2 separate regions of the Mus musculus genome follow, and region 1 is linked to region 2. A link is a contact called in public HiChIP or PLAC-seq data. All regions are on one chromosome and are shown on one strand. Each heading gives the region's core, a stretch centred on a gene start, on an enhancer-like site or on the middle of the called end of the contact. The rest is flanking DNA. Distances are from core to core; before and after follow the strand shown.

Evidence for each region. HiChIP or PLAC-seq counts read pairs in DNA pulled down with a chosen protein or histone mark.
Region 1: an H3K4me3 HiChIP or PLAC-seq map of bone marrow-derived macrophages shows a contact between it and region 2, with 2.8 times the contacts expected there. The contact joins the promoter of Cd300ld here to the promoter of Rpl38 in region 2. A contact is called at or near these places in 2 of 115 datasets of contacts at active chromatin or transcription factors (bone marrow-derived macrophages and pancreatic cancer cells).

What each region holds. Positions count from the first base shown.
Region 1 is chr11:114,987,427-114,991,935 of GRCm38.p6, forward strand. It overlaps Cd300ld (CD300 molecule like family member d), which reads right to left and starts at 2,460. Exons shown (of 4, transcript NM_145437.2): 1 at 2,345-2,460; 2 at 1-218. The coding sequence starts at 2,384.
Region 2 is chr11:114,667,329-114,672,023 of GRCm38.p6, forward strand. It overlaps Rpl38 (ribosomal protein L38), which reads left to right and starts at 1,252. Exons shown (of 4, transcript NM_001362918.1): 1 at 1,252-1,486; 2 at 1,578-1,638; 3 at 4,406-4,528. The coding sequence starts at 1,484.

The DNA.
Region 1 (4,509 bases), core at 1,210-3,709, 320 kb after region 2:
CTGGTTGTCCCTGATGGACACACGGTTCTTCTTCACCAGCTGCTCTGATTTATCGGTTTCAACAAGAATATCACATGATCTCTGAGGAACTCCTCGGCACCAGTACTTCTTGTAACCCTTCCAGTATGAGGAATATCTGCACTGCACTGTCAAGGAGCCCTGCTCCTGACCGCTCACCTCCTCTGGACCTGTGACTGAATCCTGAGCCGTGCAGCAGCCTGGAAAACACAAACAGACCACTGATCTCCTACTGAGCCAAGTAGAGTTCATGAGCTGAATAACAACCAGAAAAAGGCTTCCCTTTTCCCAAGGCAGATCAGCATTTTTATCCTATTGGTTAAAGCCTCAAAAGAAAATAAAACTAACAAAAGAAAAAAAGACTAAGACAAAAGGGCTGAAGAACCCAGTTATAGCTCTCACAAGATTCAATGGTGACAATGACCAATGTCTGGAATAGGGGAAGTGTCAGAAGACCATGTCCACTGATAGCTTCATTTCCAGACCCAATGCCCTCAGGAGGGTCATTTGTAGAAGACACATCCTATGGCCACACAGAAACCACTATTGGTCATTCCAGCAGTCTCTGGGATAGATGTCCTGGAGGCTGACCAAAATGACACCAAGCAATCTGACCTCCATGTGGTGCAGAGCTCACAGCACGCAGACCCTGTGCTGTCCTTCAGATCCGTGGAATCTGAGTCCCAGAGCTCCTGGGTAGGTCTGAGGACGCAGCACTGTTGGTGAGGGGCTTACACAGCATGCACAAGCAACAAATTCCAAATACCTGCTTAATGATAAAGCAGGCTCTGGAGAGATGGCTCAGTGGTTAGGACCACAGGCTGCTCTTCCAGAGGTCCTGAATTCACTTCCCACTACCCACATGGCGACTCTCAACCATCTGTAAGGGGATCTGATGCCCTCTTCTGTTGTGTCTAGATACAGCTATTAACTCTTAGGAAAGACATAACGGAAGAAAAAAAGGAAGGAGGGAGGGAGGGAGGGAGGGAGGGAGGGAGGGAGGGAGGGAGGGAGGAAGAAAAAGTATAAAGAAAGTTCTTCAGGGTATTGGCTTCAACAACAAAACATTTCCTAATGCCACAAGTTAGAAAACAAAAAATTGCTGAATGTAATTATTTTAAACTTAAAGGACACAACCAACAGCATGGAGAGACAGCCTGCAGTGTGGGAATCTTTGCAGACTATGGGTCTGCCTGGTAGAAAGCCAGGTGAGGTGGGGGTGTCTGTAACCCGAAAGACAGGAGGATCCTGGAGATCACAGGCCAGATAGACTGAATCTGTGAGCTCAGGAGCAGCGGGAGACCATGTCTGAATAAACAAGGTGGAGAGTGTTAGAGAAAGGGATCCAGTGTCAATCTCCACATGTATGTGTGCACCCATGTGTGCACCTGAGAGCACATGCACATGTGTGTACACACACAGAGAGACATACACACAAACATTTTCACACATATATCACAGAGACACATTTTTTCTCAAAAGAACAAAAGTTAACCTCAAAGGAGTAGAAAATAGAAAAGAGGTTATCAGCCTGGGAAGGGTATTAGGGAAGACAGGAGAGTGCTTGCAATTAGAGATAGAGTTTGTAGGACACAGGGGTATCTATTATTTGATGAGAATGACAACTTTTAGTGTTGTATGAGAGAGATGAAAATATGTCTGACAACAGAATATTTCAAAATACCTCATACACAAGATTACAAAGAAATGACAAATGACTGATGAAAGCCCAGCTACCCTGATCTGATCACTACATCTTGTACAAACTTGTGAAAAAGCCACATTGTACTCCATCAGGTTTTCTCAAAATGTGGGCCAGGCTGGCCTTGAACCAACAGAGGTCCACCCACCTCTGCTTTCTGAGTGCTGGCATTAAAGGTAATCACCACCACACCCAGCCCCTGTAAGTATTCATTACTGTGTCAACTAAAGCTCACAGCAGAACGGGAGATGGAGCTGCATCTAGAAACCCCAGCACTCAGAGGGTGGAGTCCGGAGGATCACAAGTTCAGGGGCATCCTAGGCTGCATGTGCCAAACATGAAACCCAAAATACATTTTGTGAGAATTAGTTCATCCACTCACTCATCGGCTTTCGTGGAGCAGCTAGGGTTGGAAGGTTTGTTTTTGGCTTTTATTTTTATTTTTTATTTTGAAATTTGTTTTTCTGCAGTACACATAGAATCCACAAGATGTCAAAAAACTTGCCTTTTCTTTTAGGGGTAAGCAGCTGGTGAATAGATCAGCCAGGTTTCTCTAACACAGAACAGACCGTCTTGGTCGCCCTCACCACTGACATGGAAGTGTCTAAAGCCCTTGCTACTTACCTGGGAGGAAGAATAGGAGTAGAGCAGAGAACTGCCACATGGTCGTCTCCTCTCATGTCCTTGTTGACGACAGATGTCAGGACCCTGTGAGGACTCGCAGCTCAGCTTGAGTTGCCTTTAGGTCTCTCTTGTTCACTTCTCTCAGTAACTTCCTTGACAAAATTTCTCAATTTTGCATACAGGAAGAAGATGATGTCAATCTTTGAGACAACCAAGTCACTGGAAAAGAGTGACAGCCGGGTGAACAGGGAACTTCCTCTAATGAGTAGATGCAATGGGACACATGAACTTGAAAGACAGATGGGAATCAGGAGGAGAGATGCAGACACACAGATCAGCAGAGACAGACACAAAGGATGGGATACAGCAAAGCCCTCACCTAGGAAGTAACTGAGTTGCAGGGGATCATGGGAGAGGAGAACAACCAAAGGCATAGTGGCTGTAGTAGCAAGAGTGTACAAGGCAGCCCAGGCTAAGCCCGTGGCAGTAGCCTAGGCTAAGCCCTGGGTGGCAGAGGGCATTTCTGAAGGCTCAGCCTGGGGCAGCAGGAATTCATCTAGCTATGGACGTCTCAGCACGGATTTCTGTGGCCAGGGGCATCTGCCACAATGGCTACTATTGACACAGGCATTGACTCAAAGAACAAGGGAGACTGTGGGTTTTAAGGAAAGTCTCATGGAGCCAAAGCTGGCCTTGAGCTTCTCATTTTCCTTTTTCCAACATTAAAGTGCTAGCGTTACGGACATTCCCCACCATGCTCTTTTATGAGACTCTGAAGCCTGAAACCAAGGTTTCACGAATGCACTCTACCCACTGCCCTGAATCCACAAGCCCTGGTTCTGTTTCTGTAAGACAGAGTTTTGCTGTGCAGCCCAAGCTGGCTTCAAGCTCTCTTCCTCCAGTAAGCCTCCCATATTGTGGGAATCTGCAGTTGGTTTAAATCCAGAGGACCAATTTCAAGTGTAGATATGTAGATATAGGTACATGTATCCCTGGTATCAAATTATTATGGGAGGAATTTTACAAACACATACATATGCACATACACACACACATTCACACAGGAGAATCTACACACACATGAATGTACACACTAATGCACACACAGATGCACATACACACATGAACACATGCCCATGCACACACATACCACATATACACAACACAGATATATACACAGACCACACACATATACCACATATACATAATCCAGCACACATACATACACACAGATCACACACATATGCACACAAACAGCACAAACACACATATACCATATACACTCACACACCACACACACCATACAAATACACACCACACACATATACACACAAATACACATACACACACATAACCCACCACACACACAACCTACCTCACACATGCATATATACACACACATATAACCCACCTCACCCTCACATACACACATGCACCACAAAAATACACACATACATTACCTAACACACACAATCCGTCACAAACACACACACACCCCACCTCAGCTACCAACACAAAACGTCATTTAATAATATTTTCCTTTTTTGTGTGGACTGAGATCAAAACCAGGGTTTAATGCACTGTAGACAAGCATGCTACCATTGAGCCACATCTCCAGATGTATTCATTCTGTATTAGGCTGAAACACATAATGAAATAAATATTAGGAGTTAGAGAGGTGGCTTATGGGTAAGAGCCACCTCTGATCATCACAGACAACTGCATCCACGTGCGTATACACACACACAGTCATACACACATATAGATAATTAAACATAAAGTCAGGGACTGGAGAGACAGCTCAGTGACAGAGTGCATACTGCTCTGTCAGAGGACCCAAGTGTGGTTCCAAACCCACGAGTGATGGCTCACAACCACCTGTGACTTGAGCTCTGGATGATCCATCGCCCTATTCTGTTACCCAGGGGCACTTCACATACAAGTGCATGTGTTTCTGTGTCACACACACACACTCACACAATTATAATAAAACAAATCTTTTAAAGATCTCAAAATAAAAATATAATTCATTCAAAAACAAATTTAAGAAACACAAGAACAGGCTCTAAAAAGGAAATAATTTATTAAGGAACATTTTATTGTTTGCTTTAAGTTTTATTTCTTGGGACCATGTGTGCTGTGTGATGTGTTTGTGAGTGTGGGGT
Region 2 (4,695 bases), core at 2-2,501:
TAAAATAAAAGTGGTTGAAAATAAAACCACTACCTAAAGTTTCCTGGAGCCTAACCTTCAAGGCATTATCATAAAGACTAACAAAGTGCTAAGGAAGTTAGAGCCGGGCGGGAACCCAGTCGGCAGACGGAAGCAACGCTGCCTTCCCAAAGCTGTCACTTCTTACATGTCTAAAGAAGCAACGTAGCCGGGCGTGGTGGCGCACGCCTTTAATCCCAGCACTCGGGAGGCAGAGGCAGGCGGATTTCTGAGTTCGAGGCCAGCCTGGTCTACAAAGTGAGCTCCAGGACAGCCAGGGCTATACAGAGAAACCCTGTCTCGAAAAACCAAAAAACCCAAAAAAAAAAAAAAAAAAAAAAAAAAAAAAAAAAAGAAGCAACGTGTGGTGAGAGCTGGCCTGAGCTGTCTGGCCAGGGGAGGCTCAATTCTTGACCTGGATAATGGGTCTCAAGATGCAATAAAGGAGCCATTTCTGATTACCCAGGTGGTTGCAGAAGTTCTGCCCTGCACGCAAGTGAGGCACATAGTGGCTCTTTGGACTATCATTTCTGCTGGGCCTGTTATAAGCATGAAGAAGGTAGGTGACCCAACCCCGTCTCAAATAAACAAATACATAAATAGCCAATCACTTCTGGACCTGGAGCTATCGCTCAGTCCTAAGAGCACTGGCTGCTCCCCCAGAACACCGGGGTTCAGATCCCAGCACCTACGAGGCATTTCACAGCTGTTTGTAATTCCAGTTCCCCTGGATCCGATGCCCTCTTCTGGCCTCCATGAGCATTGCATTCATTTAATGCACAGATATACAAGCAAATTAAATATACACGCAATAAAAATAAAATGTAGCCGGGCGTGGTGGCGCACGCCTTTAATCCCAGCACTCGGGAGGCAGAGGCAGGTGGATTTCTGAGTTCGAGGCCAGCCTGGTCTACAAAGTGAGTTCCAGGACAGCCAGGGCTATACAGAGAAACCCTGTCTCGAAAAACAAAAAATAAAATAAAATGTAAAAAAAAAATAATAAGATGAGTGACAGAAAGAGGGGACAATAGGGGAAAGGATAAGAAGGGAGGTGAGGGTGATGCTGGCAGCCTAACGCCATTGCTATAAGAAGCTGCACTACTAATCTGAACCAGAAGAGGGCAGGGCTGCTGAAATTGAAATGATGAACGCATCCTTTCTGGTCCTTTGCAGACACCGTACTCAGTTTCCTCTGTTGGGCGGGGTTAACCGTCCGGAAGCGGAAGCCTCGTTCTTTCCCCGTTCTCTTCGGTTCTCATCGCTGTGAGTGTGCTGGGCAGGTGGGGAAGGGCGTTCAATCCGGGGCGATCCGCAGCCGGGGAGGGCGCAGGGAGCACGGGTGTGCGGGGAGCGAGGGAGGGAGGAGGGAGGGGTGCGGCGGGCGGATCGGGGAAATAGGATCGCGGCCGGTTAACTCGGGATTGTACCCCGCAGGTGCGGACGCCAGAGCCGAGCCCGCGTCGCCATGGTGAGTGCGGGACGAGGGACCGGGGCGGGCTTGGGCGTCCCCCGGACGCGCACGTTCCCCCGGCTCATCTTCTGTCCCTCCTATGTTACAGCCTCGGAAAATTGAGGAGATCAAGGACTTTCTGCTGACAGCCCGGCGGAAGGATGCCAAGTGTAAGTGCGGGCTCCCGGGAGGCTCAGGGCGAGCCCGAGGGACGGGCGGAGGGAGGCATCGGGCGGCTCGGAACAGCAGGTTATGGCGAGCTTGGCGACCCAGCGTGTCACACTGAGGTTGGCATTGCCACGTGTGCACACCCCGATCACAGCGAGCCTTGTAGTTCAGTACCGGGCTTGCCCGCGTGGTGGAGTCCGGAGAATCCCTGGGAGTTAGAAGCTCTCCAGGGCTGCGTAGCGAGACCCTGTCCTTAAAAAAAAAAAAGAAAAAAGTGTCATTTACCAGTAACCTTCAGCTTCCAAATAAGCGAGTGCGAGGTGACGAGACAAAGCAGAGCCAGTGTGCTGGCCCAGGTCTGCCTGCTTAATCTCGGGCCGAGGCAAGAGAACTGAGCATCCAACGCTATCCTTGGCCTACATAGCAAGGCGCTTGCTTCTTCCTGCGCTGGGTTCGCTCCTGCTCGGCATGAGCTGAGATTCAGAGCCAGGCCTGGTGCACAGACTGCAGTCCCCGAATTCCGGAGGCAGGGACAAAGGGATGGGGAAATGCTAGGCTCTCCTTGGTTACATTGTCTCGAAAATAGATTAAAACAAGCAGGTTCAAAGTTGTTTGTCGGCTCCTGCTGCTTTCTGTATTGTTCTTTCATACACGAAGAGGGAATTGTCTGCTACTTAAAGGATGTTTGGGGAGGATGTGCCTAGCGAGAAACCTTGGGTGATGTTATCTTCCCATGGCAGCTAAAAAGAGGTCTGGTCTTCTACTGTGTGAGATAGCCCTATGGGCCTTCCTTTTCCTCCCCAGATCGGACTTATAAACATCAGATAATGAGCGGAAGTAGACCTAGGTGGGCAGGAAGAGCCTTTGCAAGGTCCTTAGGTGTACTCTGTCACGTCAGACAGGCTGTTGCCTCTGATGTGGTTGTCTGTGGGCCGGCGGCCACCGGCCTGGCGAATGTCTCCTGCTGGTGGGCACAGTGGGGTTTGCTGGTGTTTTCCATCCGGCCTGTAACATTTGGCACTGCCTTCTCAAGTCTCAGCTCGGCCACGGGCCACAGTTCTTTTCTCCTGTTTAACTTTAAGAGTGTGGAATCAGAGGTCATGCCTCCAGATTGCTGAGGTCAACCTAGCAGGCCTGTCAGTTCCTTAATTAGTTAAGAAAATGAATCAAGCGTATGGGTTAGGAGAAATGCCTTTGGACCCAATTTCTGGTGGGTTTGGTTTTGTTTTGTTTAGAAATAGGCTATATGGATCTGGAATAACATTGGCACTCACCTTGTAGCCCAAGCTGGCCTCAGATCTAGAGCTCAGGGAGTCTCTCTCCGCCTCCCAAGTGTTCGCGGATTGTAGACCTGGGCCGATATTTCTGACTTGTTTTCCCCCTTATGTTTTTGTTTATTGTATATGTGCACATGTGGAGGCCAGAGAGGATCTTGAGGGTGTTGGTTGTCCTATGGGGCAGATCTCAGGAACCAGACTGGGGTCATTGGGTTTGACACTGGCTGTCTTTACCCACCCAACTATTACACTGGCTTCTCTCTAACCTTGAACTTCCTGGGTCTCCTGGGGGCTGGTATTACAGATGTGTGGGAAGCCCTAGTCAGCGCTTCTTCTGTGTGGGGGCACCACATTGAGTTGGTGGACACTGGGCTGCTTGCACATTTTCTGTCAGCCTGACGCAGCATTTATTTTTGGATACTTACCCAGAAGTGGAGTCGCTATATGGCAGTTGGACAATGCCCAGGGGCTGAGACTGTGAGGGCCCCTACCTAGCATTCCTCGAGCTCTGGGCCGTTTCCCAGCACTGACCTAACTGGACAGGGAAGGGCACCACTTTAACCCCTGTGCTTTTGGTTGGAGGCAGAAGGATCAGAGAAGTTCAAGGTCCTCTGCCACACAGTGAGTTCAGGACCTGCCCGGATATGTGGAACCCTGTCTCAGACCTCACTCACCTCCAGAGAGGAGAGTTAGTATTCAGGAGTGCGATAATGGCTGGGGCAGCATAGGGTGCTGCCATCCATGTCTGGACTTGGTAAGATGGAAGCCAGAGTGACCAGTGCCTTGAGCACCAGTGCCTGGTGAAGGCTGTTCCAGCAGTAGTCAGAGGTGGAGTTGAGAGAACCTGTGCACGCAGATCACACACAGCTGTTCTGTGAGGTTAAGACCAAATGCCTGTCTCTGGTTAGGTGCTTGAGTCTGAAGCATTAGGCCCTTTGATGCTTTATAGAGCCCTTACTACTGCTGCAGAGTTTGGTTCCCAGCATCCTTCCGCTCTAATCTGCCTGTAGCAGTGACGACCTCTTCTGCACCCAGGCATCTGCACCCACGTGCCAGTGCCCACACACGGGCATGCGTTTACACATAACTATAAAATAAGAGCCAGGTTCCACAAAAGTGTAAGAGGTGCTTCCCTGCACACTGGAATGGAGCATCCTAAAAGCCATCCTGTGCATCCAGTGTCCTTGTATGGAGAATTGGTTGCCAGAAGTGGAAGGCTGGAAAATTATTAACCAGAGAAGATAACTCATTTCTTTCCTCTATAGGCTATCCTTTTAGAAAGGTCATGGGTCATTCTAGAATGTTCTGCGGTGCTGTGTTTAGTGTATTGAGTGCAGGTTTTGTGTGCATGCGCAAATGAATTGAGTAACCCCAAGACTCACTGAGCAGAGGGAAGTCTGAGGTGGCGGTGACTGAAAATTCCAGCCACTTAAGAACATGACCTGTGTGATTCTGCACCAGTTCTCATCCTTAATTGTGGTTTCCTTGGCAGCTGTCAAGATCAAGAAGAACAAGGATAATGTGAAGTTCAAGGTTCGCTGCAGCAGGTACCTTTACACCCTGGTTATCACAGACAAGGAAAAGGCAGAGAAGCTGAAGCAGTCCCTACCCCCGGGTGAGTACGCCTGAGGGAGAATAGTGGCATGGGCAGCATTAGGGGAGCCACTTTGTGGTGACTGTGAGGTGTCTGCCATGACTGAGTTTCTTAGGTTCTATCTGATCCCAGAAATGGCTTCCTTGGTCCCAGGCAGATTATAATCTATTTAATTCTCAAAAGGACCT